2 separate regions of the Ovis aries genome follow, and region 1 is linked to region 2. A link is a contact called in public Hi-C data. All regions are on one chromosome and are shown on one strand. Each heading gives the region's core, a stretch centred on a gene start, on an enhancer-like site or on the middle of the called end of the contact. The rest is flanking DNA. Distances are from core to core; before and after follow the strand shown. Region 1 has its middle 73 kb from the start of FAM98B. Region 2 has its middle 5.5 kb from the start of TRNAC-GCA.

The links. Hi-C and Micro-C count contacts between places; a contact is called where the count stands out from the background.
Region 1: a Hi-C map of hypothalamus shows a contact between it and region 2, with 4 times the contacts expected there. The contact joins two enhancer-like sites. A contact is called at or near these places in 13 of 16 Hi-C or Micro-C datasets (blood, hypothalamus, liver and 6 more).

The regions. Positions count from the first base shown.
Region 1 is chr7:32,188,260-32,192,343 of ARS-UI_Ramb_v3.0, reverse strand. No RefSeq gene overlaps it. Among named protein-coding and RNA genes, the nearest start is that of FAM98B, 73 kb to the left of the region's middle. Within about 2 kb of position 2,478, at least 20 of the 54 cell types and tissues checked have an H3K27ac peak or open chromatin away from gene starts, as enhancers often do. A contact at or near this core is called in hypothalamus and tail adipose tissue, where this site is marked.
Region 2 is chr7:31,788,575-31,792,762 of ARS-UI_Ramb_v3.0, reverse strand. No RefSeq gene overlaps it. Among named protein-coding and RNA genes, the nearest start is that of TRNAC-GCA, 5.5 kb to the right of the region's middle. Within about 2 kb of position 1,337, at least 30 of the 54 cell types and tissues checked have an H3K27ac peak or open chromatin away from gene starts, as enhancers often do. A contact at or near this core is called in hypothalamus and tail adipose tissue, where this site is marked.

The sequences.
Region 1 (4,084 bases), core at 1,229-3,728, 400 kb before region 2:
GCCTTCTCCTCCTGCCCCCAACCCCTCCCAGCATCAGAGTCTTTTCCAATGAGTCAACTCTTCGCATGAGGTGGCCAAAGTACTGGAGTTTCACCTTTAGCATCAGTCCTTCCAAAGAAATCCCAGGGCTGATCTCCTTCAGAATGGACTGGTTGGATCTCCTTGCAGTCCAAGGGACTCTCAAGAGTCTTCTCCAACACCACAGTTCAAAAGCGTCAATTCTTCGGCGCTCAGCCTTCTTCACAGTCCAACTCTCACATCCATACACGACTACTGGAAAAACCATAACCCTGACTAGACAGACCTTAGTCAGCAAAGTAATGTCTCTGCTTTTGAATATGCTATCTAGGTTGGTCATAACTATAGTAAAATCAAATAAAAATACTTAAAGAAAAAATGATGCCAGAAATAATGACGGACATTTTATAAAAATGGTCAATTTTTATGAAAAAAATTTTCACATTACATAATGAAATTAATAATAAACAAATGTGGGAAAGAGAAAGCTTCACCTTCTGGTGGAATGTCAACAATTTAGAAAGGGATGCTAAAACCAGTTGGGGAAAGTTTGATGACTTTGATGAGTAAATAAATGAGTATACCACCACCACGAAGAGGACAATATTGGGGAAGATAAACTGCTTCAGCTTCCACTAACCAAAAATAGGATAATGGGAACATTAATAAAGAAAATGATGTGTAAAGGATTAAAGCATGCCAAATATGTTAAATCCAAGAGTCTTTGGATTAAAAAATACTCAAACAAAAACAAAAACAAAACCCTTATGCTTCAAAGAAAAAAAAATTCTGCTTCGGAAGGATTCTAGGAAACCACCTTATTATTTTGAAAATTGGTAAGTGAAGGGAAAAAGTCAAACATTATCTTGCCTGTCTTGTATGATCTGGGCCTCAGGGTAAGCAAATAGTTGTTAAGAGAACTTTCCTTTTATTGAGAATCTCACTTCATAAATGAAGAAAGAACAAAGGAGTTAGAAAAGCATTGTTTTGCAGCTCCTGATGAATTAATGGTACCAGACAGAACACTAACAGCTGATAATATCACAAAAAGAAAGAAAAGCAACAACATATTTTGCATCTCCTAACAGAAGCATAACCTACCACCCATTAATTCATCTCACCAAAAATAGCAAAACAAAACCCTGCATCAGACCAAGACTTTTGACTCAATTTCCAATTTACAGAAAATACCAAGTATATGCTGAGAGATGTTATATACACAGAGATGTGAACAGTAAAATCCAGATTGTGGGAAACTACAAACCACCCCATTTCTTTAACAATAAATTGCAAGGCAGAAAAAGGAAAAGAAATCAAGACTTGAGACATACCAACTAATCACAATGTATGGACTTTATTTGGGTCCTGATTCAAATAAGCAAACTGTTAACAATTATGAGACATACAAGAAGATACAAATGTCAGTTTGGATATTGGTTGATATTAAGGAATTACTATTAACTGTTTTTAACTGTGATAATGATATTGCTTATATTTTTATAGGAGTCCTTATCTTTTAGAGATACATGCTGAAATGTTTACAGATGTTTACAATCCTTTTAGAATTTTCTTTAGAAAACTTGATGTGGGGGAGAAAGTTAAAGTATATATATGTAAGATTAGCTCTGAGCTGATAATGGTTGAAGATGGGTGTTTTGTATATTGAATGTTTATTATTCATATTCCATCTTCTTTGAATAGGCTTGAAATTTTTAATAGGCTTGAAATTTTTAATAATAACACATCTTTTTTATCTCAAAATTAGTGTGCTATCTCAAATACAAGGCTTCAACATACAGTGTTCATGGAGCACCAACCAGGCTAAGAGGACAAATGGGGACAAAAGCCCAGCCCTGTTCTCTCTTACCAAGCCATTTGCCTTGGAGGGCAGGGGTATCAGCAGGAAGAAGAAAGATGTTTTTTTTTAATATTTCACTTAGAACCATTTTGTCATTCATGATGAGAAATCATCCTTTAAAAATTTGCATAAAGATGACTAACAGAGGGCTCCTGACAGAGATCACATTCAAGAACTAGAATCACTGAGGATAACCTCTTCTCCAATTCGGAGACCTGAAATGGAGCTGTAAGTGCACTGCACATACCACAAGCAACAGCAGGGGAAACCAGATGAGAGAGAACAGCACCAACCCCGTTTCCCCAAGGAGCAGTGGCTGCAGCAGGAGGAACAGGGGACCTAATCTGCACAAACTTGTGGCCACTAGGAGGTGCAGAAGACTCACTGCAGTCTCAGTGATAAGGCATTCCTAGTTCCAGCAAGTGCTCTGGCCGAGGCTCAAAGTATCCACCTTGCGATTATCCTTAAGCCTGTGTCCCTAAGGTGGGAGTAATCTCAGGAAACAGAGGCCTACAAAATACAAGCACACACACCACCCTGCCCCAAAGCATTCATAAATTCTTCCAGCCCCAGGATGCTGGCTAATATCCCAGGGGTGGCTCTTCACTGATTCCGGCCAGCTGCATGAACTAAACATGAGGAACCCCTTTCAAAATAGTGACTGGCTTTGCTTCAGGTCACTATGATTTCAGTGGCTAAAAACTGTGTTTAAATGGCAGGTGGTCAGCTGCTCAGAAGGCACCCTCATCCTTCTCGCACCCCGGCTTCCACTCAGGCAGGACCCTCGGCCTCCCACACATTCCCACGCCACGCATGCACAGGCAGAAGAAATGCCCGTTCTCAGACGAGCCGCATGGGGAGCCTGACTCCTGGGTTTCCTCCCTGGTGATTTCCCGACTTGGCTTTTGCAGGAAGCAGAGCTGATGTTCTCCCAGAGGAGGCCAAATGTCATAAGAGAGGAAAAGGCTGCTGGCAACAAAGGGGCCCCCAATGAGAAAGCAGGGGAAAGGTTGGGCCTAAGCTCCTGCACAGATCATTTTACAGGAATGGAGAGGGGGAAATGAAGGTTTTTCTAAAGCTGATTCATGTACTCCACACCCTTCTTGTCCCCATGCCTCTGCATTCCTCCTGGATGCTGTCTCCCACCCCCGTATATCCCCTCATGGCTAGTTCTGCAAATCAGTGATAGGTTAGCATGGTGCTCATCCCTGTGGTGTCACCTAGCAACGTGACGTTCATAAACAGCCACAATCAGCTCTTCCCCCCAAACGGCTAACATTTCTTTTAAAGACATCAGGAAAAATGCTTAGCTCCTTCAGAGCTGGTGTGAAATAATCCCTTGTCTCAGCCCTCCTGTTCCCAGTCTTTCTCTTCCCATTCTCAGCTTGACCTCCCAGCATGTTTACTGTTTATACTTTTTTTTTTCCAAATGCACATTTCCTTCTACAGGGTCACATAACAGCTGGTCATGTAAAAGTCTCCCAGTAGTTTTGTGGACATTATTCAGCTCAAAAACAACTCAAAAGCCAAAAACATTCCTAGTTAATCCTTATCCCTTGCACTTTAGAATAATTTGAGTTAAAAGCTATAGAACAGTAAGGTTGAAAAAGAATGACTTTTAGGTAAGTTAAGATCACTCAAATCAGATATGTTTTACACTAGTATTAAAAGTTTAGATATACAAGAACAAAAAGGGTCCTTTTAAATAGACCGAAATCTAACAAACATTATTAACTAAAAAATCCAGCATGCCTATTTTAGTCATCTATTGTATTTCAAATACTGCTCTGGGTGATGAGATAAATTGAATAAGATTATGTCATTGAAGGGTTCAAAAGGTAGTGAGAAATGGTAGGGAATTCTCATTCCAAAGGGACTAAACAGCATTCAGGATAAGCCCCAGACTTCTAACTGTTACAATTGTAGTTGTTAAAGACTAGAGTCACAGATGAAGAACCTTCATACACAAATCATGTGGCCTCAGCAAAATGCTGGCATTTTACAGTTGAACAGGGGATGCATGCTGGTGCCACATAATGTACTATACTGTGAGGTTTAGGAGGGAGGGGAGTCTTATTTAGGCTGTGTTAAGAAGTCTAGGAGATATCCATTTCCATTAGTTAGGCAAAAATCAGACACACATTCAAACTGGAGCCCTGAGGAGAGCTGAGTAAAGGCACTGTTAGAAGAGCAGGGACAAGGAGATCA
Region 2 (4,188 bases), core at 88-2,587:
AGGTCAGTTAGGACTTAGAGGGGTGTGTGGTGGCACAGATGAGTAAACCAGATCAGGTATGACACAATCAGGGTGATGGGGACTACGGTGACCAAATGGCCACATGCTGTTGACTCAGCTCTTATTTCTCACCTTTGAGCAATTACTGTCACATGAGAATTCTGTCCAGTGGCGACAAAACTTTTCACTTTTTAAAGAGAAGTCCCAAATCTAGAATTTTAGATGGCATCTCTAGAATTTACAATACATGAAAATGAGAAGGAAAAAAAAAAAAGTTTGAGTCAAATGAAATGCAACTCAAGTTGAATGGGCCTGTGAGCCATCGCTTTGCTATGTTTGATCTGTGATAAATGGGGAAATCCTTCCAGACTCATTCCAGACTCATTCTTGCTTCGACTAAGTCACTGGACCCAGAACCTATGACTGCTGAACTCTTAGCTTTTGTCAACACTTGTCTCATATGCCGTGAGATCCTAGGATCCAGCTCCTTGCTATTTCAAGGGTAAATCAGGCAATCTAATGATCTCATTCAAACGGACACTTTTGCTAGGATCTTTCCTTCCTTCTCCACTAAGATGTATATTTTATGAATGAAATTATAGGGTAATATTCTTATAGCTCTTTTCTATAATTGAGGATTTTAAACATGTAAAAGGGTCAGAAGTCCATAGTCAGCCAGAGGGGGATAGATAGGCACAATGATAAGTGGTACTTTGTGTTACCTCCCAGATCACAGGTATTAGCAAGCTGTCAGTGTCCAGGGCCAGGTCTGAAAATAATCTGGACTTGCATCGTTGTGCCTATGGTTGCCATTGTTATCACTATCAGCATCAGGTATGGGCTGACTTACAGAGGACCATTCACCAACTTGGGTCAGTTCTCCCTTAAAGGGTGCTTCTGCTGTTGATAGGCACTGTGCTTTTGAAGGTTGTTCGTGTATGCACCTAGTAACTGGCATCATATACGTTGCCTAAGTGCTATTTTGCATGCTTAATAAGATCCCCCTGAGCTTTTAAAACATTTAAGTGAAGATTTAGATTGCACAAATAGAAGAGGCAGCTGGTGAGACTTGGTCTTATGGCAGGTGGAGGGGATACTTTGAGGTTTAGAAGCCCAAACCAGACTTTCTGTTCTTCTCTGGCCATTTTTCTAGAAGGCACCCACATTAAACCCACCAAGTTTTATTCAGTGAAAGCAGTGAAATGTCTGCTGTTCCCATCTTCTTAGACTGCCAGCAGCACTTAACAAGAATCCAATGAGCGAGCGCCTTAGATGGCTAGTTGACCAGCTCTCTACCCCAGCTCCCTCTCAGGAATAATAAGGTTCTATGCCAGGATTGTACACATCCAACAGCTCAGCATGAGTCATTCTTTTGCCCCAGGGTCGGTTAAGATTGAATCAGTGAGTTGAGGAAAAAAAAACAGAACAGTGATTTGATTTCTTTTATTCCCCCTGGGAAGTAGGTTGAGGATAAGGATGAGGACAAACTCGTTTATTTTACATGCTTATTTGCAGGATTAATATATAGTCTTCTTCCACGAGTAATGCTGTGAGCACTGTGTACAGCTCTGTCATTAATGAGAGGGAACTGGGAACTGTTTCATTTCCTTTTGGGGTAATCCTTTTGAGGCTAGCACCACCGTGTGGATAAAGTGGATACAGACATCTTTGGCTTGCGTAACAGGCCAGCACTGTGCCTCTGGCAACATGATTTTAGGATCTTCTCTCCCATTTCATCTCTTCTGAGTCATCGCAGAACAGCATAGTGATAGGGATATTTTTTGCAGCAGTGTTATACAGTGCTGGGCTCTCAGGAGTCTGTGCTTCCACAAAGTGACTGAACTTGCAGGAGGATGACAGGAAAGATTCACAGAGCAGATTCGTATCAGGGAGAGTGGGAATTAGACCCCTAGTTTGGGATTAGCCACTGGACTCTAAAGTGGATGGTGCCAATTTGGACTCTATAAGAAACACCAGGGTCTGTTCTGAGGCAACTTTCTGACCTTTATTACCCAAGAGGGGCAGACTGAATCAGAGGAGAGGAGGAGACATAAAATTTGGTGGTGGGGTACAAAAAATTTTTACCAAACCACAGTGGTTTGCCTCCTGGTTGAGAACATGAGGTGCAGCTCCTCTCCTGACTCTTATGGTAGAATGAAGAGGGGAGAAGAATACAGAGCAGTTCTACTGACTGCAGCTTTAAGTCCTGCAAGCAGGGTGGGAGTGGCTGGCAAAGAGAGGAGAAAGATTTGTACCTCCATAGTGGCCTTTCCTGTGTGCTGGCACCAAGATCCCTGGAGAAGGGCAAGCCTGCTCCTCCCTGAGGGGTTTTCTTCATTTCCAAATTGACTTGTATGTGTATGTTGGGATTGGGGTCTAACAGATAAAGGTAGGGAAAGCAGTTGTTTATAAAGAACTAGCCCCATTTAGCTCCTAATAGATCACCCTTCCAGTCTTTTTCTTTGTTTAGTCTCCCAACTCCAAAGAGAAAAAGTTTTACTAACACTTAAAATGGGGAGTTGTGATTGTAGAAATTTCAGGGAGTCAAGAAAAAAATCAGGATATGCTAACATTCCTCTCTTCGATGAACTATTAAAGTGATAGGAAATGTATTGAACAGTCCTTGCCACCCACCAGTCACCATTGCCTTTATATATCCCCTTTGCATGTATGCACAGTTGTACAGTTGTGTCCAGCTCTTTGCCGCCCCATGGACTGTAGCCCACCAGCCTCGTCTGTCCATAGGATTTCTCAGACAGGAATACTGGAGTGGGTTGCCATTTCCTACTCCAGAGGATCTTTGCATCCCAGGGATCGAACCTGAGTTTCTTGCATCTCCTGCATTGGCAGGTGGATTCTTTACCACTGAGCCACCTGGGAAACCCATCTCTCTCTTTTACTCTTTTCCATAACTGGCCTGGCTCCTACACCTGTAAACATTAATATATCTGGGATTTCAGATTGGAACAGCTTCTTGTGGCTGAGTATGGATTAATGCCAGTCTGGTGGGGGCTTTCAAGGGACATGTTATGGAACTTTCCTCTGTAGAAAGCCATTTTTCAAACTTCAGTATGACCGGGAAGCTGGGTGGGCCAGCTGATATGTGACGTGCAGACTCAGGTTCAGATTAAGATTAGAACAGAGATAAATTAATTAGGGAATAGAAAAATAGAGAAAAATCAATGAAATAAAAAGTTAGTTCTTTAGAAAGGTCAGTAAAATTGATGAACTTTTAGTTAGATGACTAAAAAAAAAGGAATCAGATAACTACTGATATTACCACTGATGCTACGGAAATAAAAAGTATTATAAGAGGATACTATTAACAATTGTATGTCAACAAATTGGATAGCCTGGATGAAATGGGCAAGTTCTAGAAACATAAAACCTATCAAGACTGAATCATAAAGAAATAAAAAACCTGTTCTTAGAACAGATCTTTAACAAGTAAGGAGACTGAATCAGTAATCAAAAATCTCCCAAAAAGGAAGAGGCCTGGACCTGATGGCTTCACTGTTGAATTTTAACAAATACTTGAAGAAGAATGAATACTAATCCTTCTCAAACTTTTCCAAAAATTGAAGAGGAGAGAAAAGTCCTAACTCATTCTATGAGGCCAGTTTTTTTCTGATATCAAAAAGCCAGACAAAGGCATTATAAGAAAATGCCATTCATAACTTCATTGAAACCCCTAACAAAACCCCAGTGAATGATTTTCTTTTAAGAGTAAAAATATTTAAAGACTCATCCTGAAATTCATGTGGAATTTCAAGGTACAGTGAATAGCCAGAACAGTCTTGAAAAAGAATAACGTACTTGAAGGACTCAACTCAACTGAACATAGTTGAAGGACTCCTGATGTCAAGACTTACTACAAAGTTATGGTATTTAAAACAGTGTGGTACTGGCATGAAGACATGCATATATACCAATGTACCAGAATAGAGATTCCTGAAATAAACCCTTCCATATATACTCAAATGATTTGCAACATGGATGTTAAAACCATTCAGTGGGGAGAGTTCAGTCTTTTCAACAAGTGGTACTGTGAAAACTAGTTATCCACATGGAAAAGAAAGAAGGTGGACCTTTACCTAACACCATAAACAAAATTAAATCAAAATGGATCAAAGACCTAAACATAAAACTATTGAATTCGTAGAAGAAAACACGAAATTATAAAACTCT